2 separate regions of the Hordeum vulgare genome follow, and region 2 is linked to region 1. The links are chromatin contacts, called in public Hi-C maps. All regions are on one chromosome and are shown on one strand. The core of a region is the stretch at or near the end of the contact, and the rest is flanking DNA. Distances in the headings are between cores, read along the strand shown. Region 1 holds the start of LOC123409984. Region 2 has its middle 140 kb from the start of LOC123411621.

Region 1 (4,263 bases), core at 728-3,227:
TGGACCATCTAGGGGTCGGACATGCCTGTGACTCAAAACAACTGAGGCTTCCGGTGTTTACCATTTTATTACCTGGCTCGGAATGCTGAAACCTAGCATCAGCAGAAGCAATATTCAGTAAATCACCATGGAACTTTCTAGAGAGCACATTTTTCAATGGAGACAGCAGTCTTTTCCTTGCCTGAAGTTCATGCTGATCAAATGGTGAACCACAATTATGACTGGCCACAGATGGACAGATTGTATCCAATTGTGCTGTATCAGGACCTCCAATACAGTTTGATTCAAAGCCCACAATCCTTGTTGTCGGCATATGGACAGCAGGCTGCTGCAATTTTTGAGAAGATCTAGAATTTGCATCTCTAAAATCATCAATTCTGAATCCTTGGAAGTCTGCGGGTCCATCAAACGCATGGCTGTCTCTAAAATACCCGTTTGATTCATCTGGGGAACCTGATGCAGTCTGTCTAGTGAAATTGCCAATCGATCGATATGAAACCTTGCCATTTGAGCATTCTCGAGGAAGCCCATCCAAATCGCAGGCACCAACACCGTTGATACGTGAGGGGCTTGACACAGGCGTCCTCGATCCTGTAGAAACATCCTCCTTGACTGAAGAAACTTGGGGTAAACCCATGGCAACCAATCTCTGATACTCAGCGAGAAGGAAGACCCCCAATTTGTAATTGCTACTGCGGTACACCTATCCAGTTCCTTTCAACGGCCCTCTTAGTATCTTGCCATTTCAGTGTCCAAATCAATGCATAGACAAACCATCAATTGGAACCAATCACCACCGGAAGGGCAGAACCACACCAGCATTTCCGACTCGGACCCATTGGAAGCAAGGTTACCATCTTGCCACTACTAATCATGCCCCCCTGGCTACCACGGCAACTGGAGATGACACATAACTTGGAGCCTGAGCAAGCAACCAGGGACCTAGGACGAACCATGCGAGGAGATCACCTCACAGCCCTGCAGAAACGAATCGAAGAGCATTGATTAGAGGCTCAATTGATCCTATCACATGACTAAACCCACGAATAGAAGGGAGTTCAATTAATCCCACTACATGACCAAGATAAGCTCAATCAATACTACCTGACGGTTACTATATTTAGCTCTCAGGAGAAACAAAGTAGTCAGTTTCTACAGCTTCCGCCTAATGCATAGAAATAGCAAGTTCCCAACCAATGATTGCGCATCCATCACAATGCTATCTACTCCACTCCATACTGCCCAAACAAGGCGCAAATGAAGACGCGGTCAGCCAATCGCCGAGCAAACAGGCGTGCATGGGCTAAACCTCGAAACTACCGAAATCGGGAGCACGGAAGCGGCCGAAATCCGGAGCACGAGAGGCCCAAATTTGGGGGCGGATTGCGGAACCGTCACCGATCGAAATGGAGCAGCAAATTTCCCACCGATAAACGGGCAGAGCCCACCGCAGCAACGGGAATCGCAGAAATACAAGCCGGCGACAAAGGGGTACCTGCATATCCATCCATGGATTAATCAGCAGCGGAACGGCCCGCGCCGCCGAATCGAATCGGGGTCCTCCGAGATTGACGGCCGCTTCGATCCGATTCCGTCCACCGGGAACCAACCCGCGCCTCAATCGCTCCGGGCGGTTTCCGCCGGGCTCTCGACGTCCACCTCCGCCGAACCTTCTCCTCTTGTGGCTGCTCTTCTTCTCTCCCCTCCCCTCTCTCTCCTGCTGCTCGCTCCAATGGTGGTGGGTATGTATATAATTCCGGAAGCAACAAACCAAGGGTCCTTGATTAGGCGCTAGAAATGATATTTTCTGGAGGGGATACGCTGGGCTGAGTTAGTAGCAGCGGCAGCATCTGGATGTTTCCAATCAGCTCGGCTGTTTTGGTTTCGCTTTTGTTCTCGCTCGGTTGCTTCTTTTTTCTTTCAGAAGAAGAAGAGTGGATAGATAAAATGTTCTCGCGTCTTCCCACTTTTTTGTGGCTTATGCTTCTAACGTTCTGGCCCCTCACGTCTTGCAGATTCCGTTTTCTCAGAATCGTCTGGCGGTTGAGCTCAGCGGCGGTGGTTACTGTACCGACTTGTGTAACAAATTCTGTTGCTGCCCATACTACATTTTCCTTTTCTTTTGAGAAATAGTCCTGCATAGAGCTATTACAAAAGTTTGCCCAAGTATTACAAAACAAACCAAAAATAACAAAGCAAATCAACCCGTGGTTGGATGGTTAGGAGGACTGACGGAGCTAGAAAAATAGTTTGACGGGATCATGTACATGGCATTGGGTTCATCTTTCTAAAAATGTTACTTCTTCCATTTTTGAATATAAGTCTTTAAAAAAAATAGTAAAAAACTACATACGGATGTATATAAACATATATTAGAGTGTAGATTCATTTATTTTGCTCCGTGTGTAGTTTTCTAGTAAAAACTTTAAAAAAAATTATATTTACAAACGAAGAAAGTAATGATACAAGTACTAAACTAGTGAAGGATTTTCAAATTTCAGCTGACCCCAATGCCTATAAGGCAGCTCCATCCCTGCCTATAAAGAGTTAAAGACTAGTGCCATGGAGCCGTAGTACTCGCTGTTGAATCCTTAAACCGTTCTGAAGTGCCTGACATCAAATTTCGTCATTGCGAGAAGTAATTGTAAGCTCGCCGTCCTAAGAAAGCGGTAGAAACCTATGACAAGAATGTTTTTGACGGACAATATCGAGGAGAATCGAAACCCCGCACACGAAATAATTCTTTTGAACGGCCTACTTGTAGTTTGACAGAAGAAAAAGCAGACTATTCAAAACGGTGGACTTGGCCCACTGCTTGGGCGGCTAAGATCCGTACGTTCTACTTTGGCATATCAAATCTAAGACCGATCCGACTGAGAACCTGGTCCATTTCTTCCCAATGACACTCCCCTGTCCATGATTCATCATCTTTCTCTCGCTTCCTTCCTTTTCCTTTCCTCAGAACAGCTTTCTGGTAGTACCAGTGCACGCAAAAAAAAAAAGGGTACCTGAGCAATGGACTATTCATTGGATGATATAAGAATCTTTTACAGTACCGTGCAATAGAAGGCTCAATGGATCAAAGTAATGTTGAACACGACAGAAGATGACACTTGAGATTTGAATCGTGGCACAGGATTGTCCACTAGCGGAAACAGCGGCCAAAAGGGGGTGTGGATTGGGGACGAGAGAGAGAGAGAGCGGGCGTCTGATCCACAGCACCACCCACCAATGATGGGCTAGCGGGAATGATATTATCTAGAGATTAGACAAAGCAACGGTCGATCGCTATCTCATACGTGTGCCACAAATTCGGTAGTTTCCAGCGGAAGAATCATGCTCCATGATGAGGCCACAACGGCACAGCATGCAAGTTGCTTGGCATGTGGTGGAGCTCTCCTTTACGGGGCTCCGCTCCACCTGTTGCTTTCCGCGGATATACTATACCTGACAAGACTGTAGAATCAGCAACCCAGCCCTGACACATCATGAGCGACATCTAGGCGTCGGCCACAGGTGTCAATCTCTGAATCTCAGACTCAAGTATTGCCTACACGTGTGACTTCACCAGCATCCGCCACGGGAAGCATTTCAATGTTTCAGCTTTTTCTCTGGGATACTGATCGCACGAACGGATCGGCCTAAGCCAGAGCAAAATCGTGTGAACGCCTGTAATTCAGTTACATACATGTTATTGAGACATCCCTCAAATGTAAACCTCCAGAAGTTGCATGATTCAAATGTCTAGGGATGAACCATCAACTGGATGCAGCCATCCGACTGCCGCCGACAGATCGGAATCAACAATGCAGCATGCAGATCTACAAAATTAGCTCACACGAGTTGGAGGATACAATTATGCGATTCGGTACATCTTTTCTGGACAAGGAACAAAGAAGAAGGCCGAGAAACAAAACATGCATTTGTGCTTAGGCGGTTGCCGCCATTGATGATGATCTGTAGCAAGCTCGCTTTGCTGCGCGGACAATGTCCTCAACCTGCAAGCATGTCAAAAACGTTAGTAGGCATGAACCTGCGGACTAGGTGAATACTTCAACCTACGTCTAATGTCACCATCCTACTTCTAAGATGATTGGCTGAACCTGCGGAGTAAATTTTCCCAGAACGATTCAAAATCATGCATACATGTAGCAAGACTACTTTTCCTATGACTTCCCTATTCTTGTGATATTCCTATATCCCATGAACCAACGGAGGCCTAAATATGTAGGTCTTATATGTTCTCTCAGATAATTCTACATA
Region 2 (4,263 bases), core at 849-3,348, 640 kb before region 1:
CCTAGAAATGCATGGAAGGGAAATATATTTGATTTGTTTTGAACAGATTGCAAGAAATAAATGTATGGCACCTACAACCTGTTCTCAAAACATATATTTATGAAATCATATTTTATTTCTTTTTAGCAATTACTCATGTCTAAGTTTATTGTTTCGTGGCAACACACAGGCATTCAACTAGTCCGGCTAATTGCCGGAACTAGTGCCGTATAAGACCTCCCTGCAAACAGTATCAAAACAGAAAACAGATGGTGCTGGTTTGTAGAATAAATGGTTACCAGAGCTTAAGGCGCCAAATAGAGTTTACGTCTATTTATGGCGTGGCTCGACACATAGCAAGCAAACACGGATCCCTACGCTCCCTATACCTCACACATATGCAGTTATTTCATGTGCCCTTTCTCTCACCGTACTAATGCTTTGGAATGTTTTAGAACCTTCCTTAAACCGGTTTTCTTTCCTATGTGTTTTTTTGTATATTTTGCTATTATTTTTTGTTTCTTTTTTCCCTTATTTATTTTGATGAAAATTCGGAATTTGTTTTCCTAAAATATGGGTTTTTAATATAACTTTTTGGAAGATGGAATAATTTTTGAAATTCTTGATTGGTTTTGAATCTACGAAAATTGTTTTGAAATTCATGAAGATTTATTGTATCATCAAATATATTTAATAGCATAAAATTTTAGAAAAATTGAAATGTTTATTTAAATTTGCAAACATTTGTTTTCAAAATGCATAAATTAGTTAATTCGTGAATATGTTTTAGCGATGCACACATTTGGAAATTATGGGACAATTTTCTAAATTAAAGAACATTTTTGAATTCGTAAACACTATCAAGATTATTGAACATTTTACAAATTTGGAAACAATTTAAAATTTATTTAAAGTTTTGTATTTGAGATTATGTTTGAAATCCCCAGCAAATAGAACTTCAGATTGATGAACAGTTCTATAGAAATAAACGAACAATAAACAAAAAATGAATAACAGAAATAAAAAAACAGGAGCGCCCACCCCCACACATGGGCTGGCCGAAATGCATGTGGAGGCGTGGGGGCTGCACGATTAGTGGCTCCCTGCTAACAAGACCTCATAGTTGACGCCTTCTGCACCGGTCAGTGCCAGTGTTTCTGGCGTCGAAACACCGCTGTTATGTCCCGACCCGTCACGCATGCGACGGTTTTAAAAAAATTCATTGATTTTTTAAAAAATCACTCATTTGCAAAAATGTTTTCAAATATTTTAAAGAAATTTCTCAAATTTAGAAAAAGATCATCGATTTTGACTAAAATGTTCATGGATTATTAAAAATAGAGATTGGAAAACTAGACCGAATTTGAAAACGTAATCTTGGATCAACAAAAATATAGCACATGTTCCCAGATATTTATGAATTTGAACAAATTCCACGTGTTTGAAAAAACGATTCATGGATTTAATAAGAGTTCACAAATTAAAAAAAAACATTCGGACCAACAAAAGTATCGCACATGTAAAATATAGAATAATCCTAAAAAATAAGATTATAAAGAATAAAGAAATAAAATGATGAAGAAATAAAATAGGAAAAAATACGCAAGAAAAAATGAACTACAACTACAGCCCTAAATGTGCTGGCCTGCTCGGTCGGAGTGGTGGGCGGCGGTTAGTACATCTACAGCTTAAGGCGCGGAATAAGATCAGGGTCTGACGCACGCTAAATAGGACCTCCAAACTCTTTGTTCCGCCCAACTGAAATGGCTGCAGTAACAAGCGGATAACATGTGAGTTCTAGACATGCTAATTTAATATTTTTTCCGTTTTATAATATAAAAGCATTTTTATAACAGTTTAAAACGTTCTTATATTATGGAACGTGGAGGGAGTACGATAATAACCAGTTTACACTCCCCCGCAAAAAAAAAAAGTTACCAGTTTACACCAGAGTACAGAAAAGCGTAAAACACCTTGTGTTGTGAACAGTGTCACTCGTCTCTCACGCAAACGGGGAATATACGACAAGACAACTTTATTTCCGGTAAGATTAGATTCGGAGCCCAATAATTTAGTCTATACAACTCGGATCCGTAGACCAAACAGACGCTTCTGGACTCCGCGGCTATTAATTAAATCAGATTTGTTAGCATATAATAGTCCTGTCATACACGCACCAGTGCTAAAAGAAGAAGGTAAGCTCGAGCTGCTAATATAATACACACACTAATCATGGCCTTCCACTAGCCGTAGCCCACCTTAATTTAATCATCAATTACCAAATCCAGCTATGCATGTATAGATACTGCGTCCAAGATTTCGTGGGGAATTGTTTATTTCCGTGTCGTCATGGCTGACCTCAATTCAGGAGCTGCTAACTAGTTGCAGCCGGATATGTATTCTCTTTCGTGTCTTATAGTCTGCATTTTCTACAAAATCTAATTATTATTGCAAAATTGTGGCGATCTTAATAAATATAATTCATATATTTGATAGTTTAAGATTTGTAATCCGTCTCCTACCAGCTATATCATTCGGAGATGTGAGTGTTAGAAATATATTTAGAGTCCATGTAGTTGATAATTTAGGATTTGTAATCCGTCTTCTACCTTATCTTTAGAAGATGCTTCTTGTTCTCTAAGTTTGTACTCCTACATATACTCGTCCATGAGGCTTAATACAACATTCATCGTATTATGTCAATCCATCATATTCCACATCAATCCCTCTATCTCTCTTCTAACATGATATGAGATCTAAGAAGTCTTGAGTTCAATACCCGGTTGACGCAATTAAATTGTAGCCTATTTTTGGTCCATGTTTAGGTCTGAGGGAGCCACACGTGAGGGAGAATATTGACGTATAAATTTATTGCCTAGTCTCTTTCATCATATTGATCTTTAGTTTGCATTGGCTACAACATGCACTTCTACGACGTCAGGGACGTCGCTTGGTGGAGGCGGGGTGGCGGCGTTCGAGATGAAGACGACGACGACTGACGTGGCCAGAGCCGGCAGCCGGGCAGCCGACCCGACACGACTGAGGAGCGAGGCGACGGAGCCGGCGAGGCCGAGGGCCGGCAGCCCCAACTCGACATGGACCACGACGTCCTTCGCACGGATACCGCGGCCACGACTACACCACCCACACTCTTAGCTACTTCGACAACGACACAAAGGGTTATCACCTTGCTTGAGCAACTCATCGGCTTCCTCTACATTCCATGCGTTTGCGACGCGACACCGTCCTCGACGCTCCTGTTGTGATTGCGGGGGATGTCAGCCCGTCGGTTGTTATTCTCTCGAGTCTGACCGTCCACGATGCTCCTGTTGTTCACAAGCTATTGCTACGATCATGGGGGGTGTTAGAGATATATTTGGAGTCTATGTATTTGGTAGTCTAGGATTTGTAATCTATCTCCTACCTTATCTCTTAAAGAGGCTTCTTGCCCTCCAAGTTTGTACTCTTGTATATACTCGTTCATGAGGCTCAATACAACAACCATCACATTATGCAAATCCATCATATTCCACACCAATCCCTCTCTCTTCCTTCTAACAGTGAGTACTCGTACTAGCAACTAATTCATAACCCATCATATATTTAAGAGCAATTATAGTTGATGCCCAACATCAAAAGAATACAAATATAATAACATTCGTCTGACCTCCGTGTAGTAGTTAGGATGCACGCAACTAGTAAAATTCATGTTGATTTCCTACATTGCTTTAGAGAGGCCCATGAGGTAGTTGATACTCTAGCGAACTCCGCTTTTAATTCTAGATCATCATGCTTTTGGGATTACTCTATGTCTGACTTTGTTTCATCACCTACCGTAAATGGTACGTAGATTCTCTAATGAATAAAATTATTTTCCTGTCTAAAAAGAAGGGAAAGAAAACACCAATGCACGCACACAATGAATACACTAGCAAATAGTAAAGTCATATAAGACCAAAGTTGATCCAACGACCCATGGCGAAAATTTTCATCCTCGTGAATTAGTCGAGCATTTCTGAGCAATGCTTTCAACAAGGCAATGACATTAAAGCATCACAATTACCAAGTATAACCAACTCAGGTCAAATCTAGGCTTTTACCCCCGATATCGAGACCGAGTACTCGATTATCACCATCATCGACTTCACTCGTATGTTGTCGTCACCACTTTCCTGGGTTCCCAACAACTAAATGCGAAGTGCGACTCTTGTTATAGCGCAACCATCACTTTGTGTCAAGTAGTTATCCATAACTTGCATCTTGCTGCTAAACTCAACAGTCAGA

Evidence for each region. A called contact is a pair of places that touch in the nucleus more often than the background predicts.
Region 2: a Hi-C map of seedling shows a contact between it and region 1, with 5 times the contacts expected there. The contact joins the enhancer-like site here to the promoter of LOC123409984 in region 1. A contact is called at or near these places in 3 of 6 Hi-C or Micro-C datasets (leaf and seedling) and 1 of 1 datasets of contacts at active chromatin or transcription factors (embryo).

Annotation. Positions count from the first base shown.
Region 1 is chr7H:212,287,710-212,291,972 of MorexV3_pseudomolecules_assembly, reverse strand. LOC123409984 reads right to left here and starts at 1,977. Exons shown (of 7, transcript XM_045102851.1): 1 at 1,496-1,977; 2 at 1-978. The coding sequence starts at 637. LOC123409985 (pyruvate dehydrogenase E1 component subunit beta-1, mitochondrial) reads right to left here. Exons shown (of 14, transcript XM_045102852.1): 14 at 3,676-3,998. The coding sequence ends at 3,930.
Region 2 is chr7H:212,930,281-212,934,543 of MorexV3_pseudomolecules_assembly, reverse strand. No RefSeq gene overlaps it. Among protein-coding and RNA genes, the nearest start is that of LOC123411621, 140 kb to the right of the region's middle. Within about 2 kb of position 2,098, at least 3 of the 3 cell types and tissues checked have open chromatin away from gene starts, as enhancers often do. A contact at or near this core is called in leaf and seedling, where this site is marked.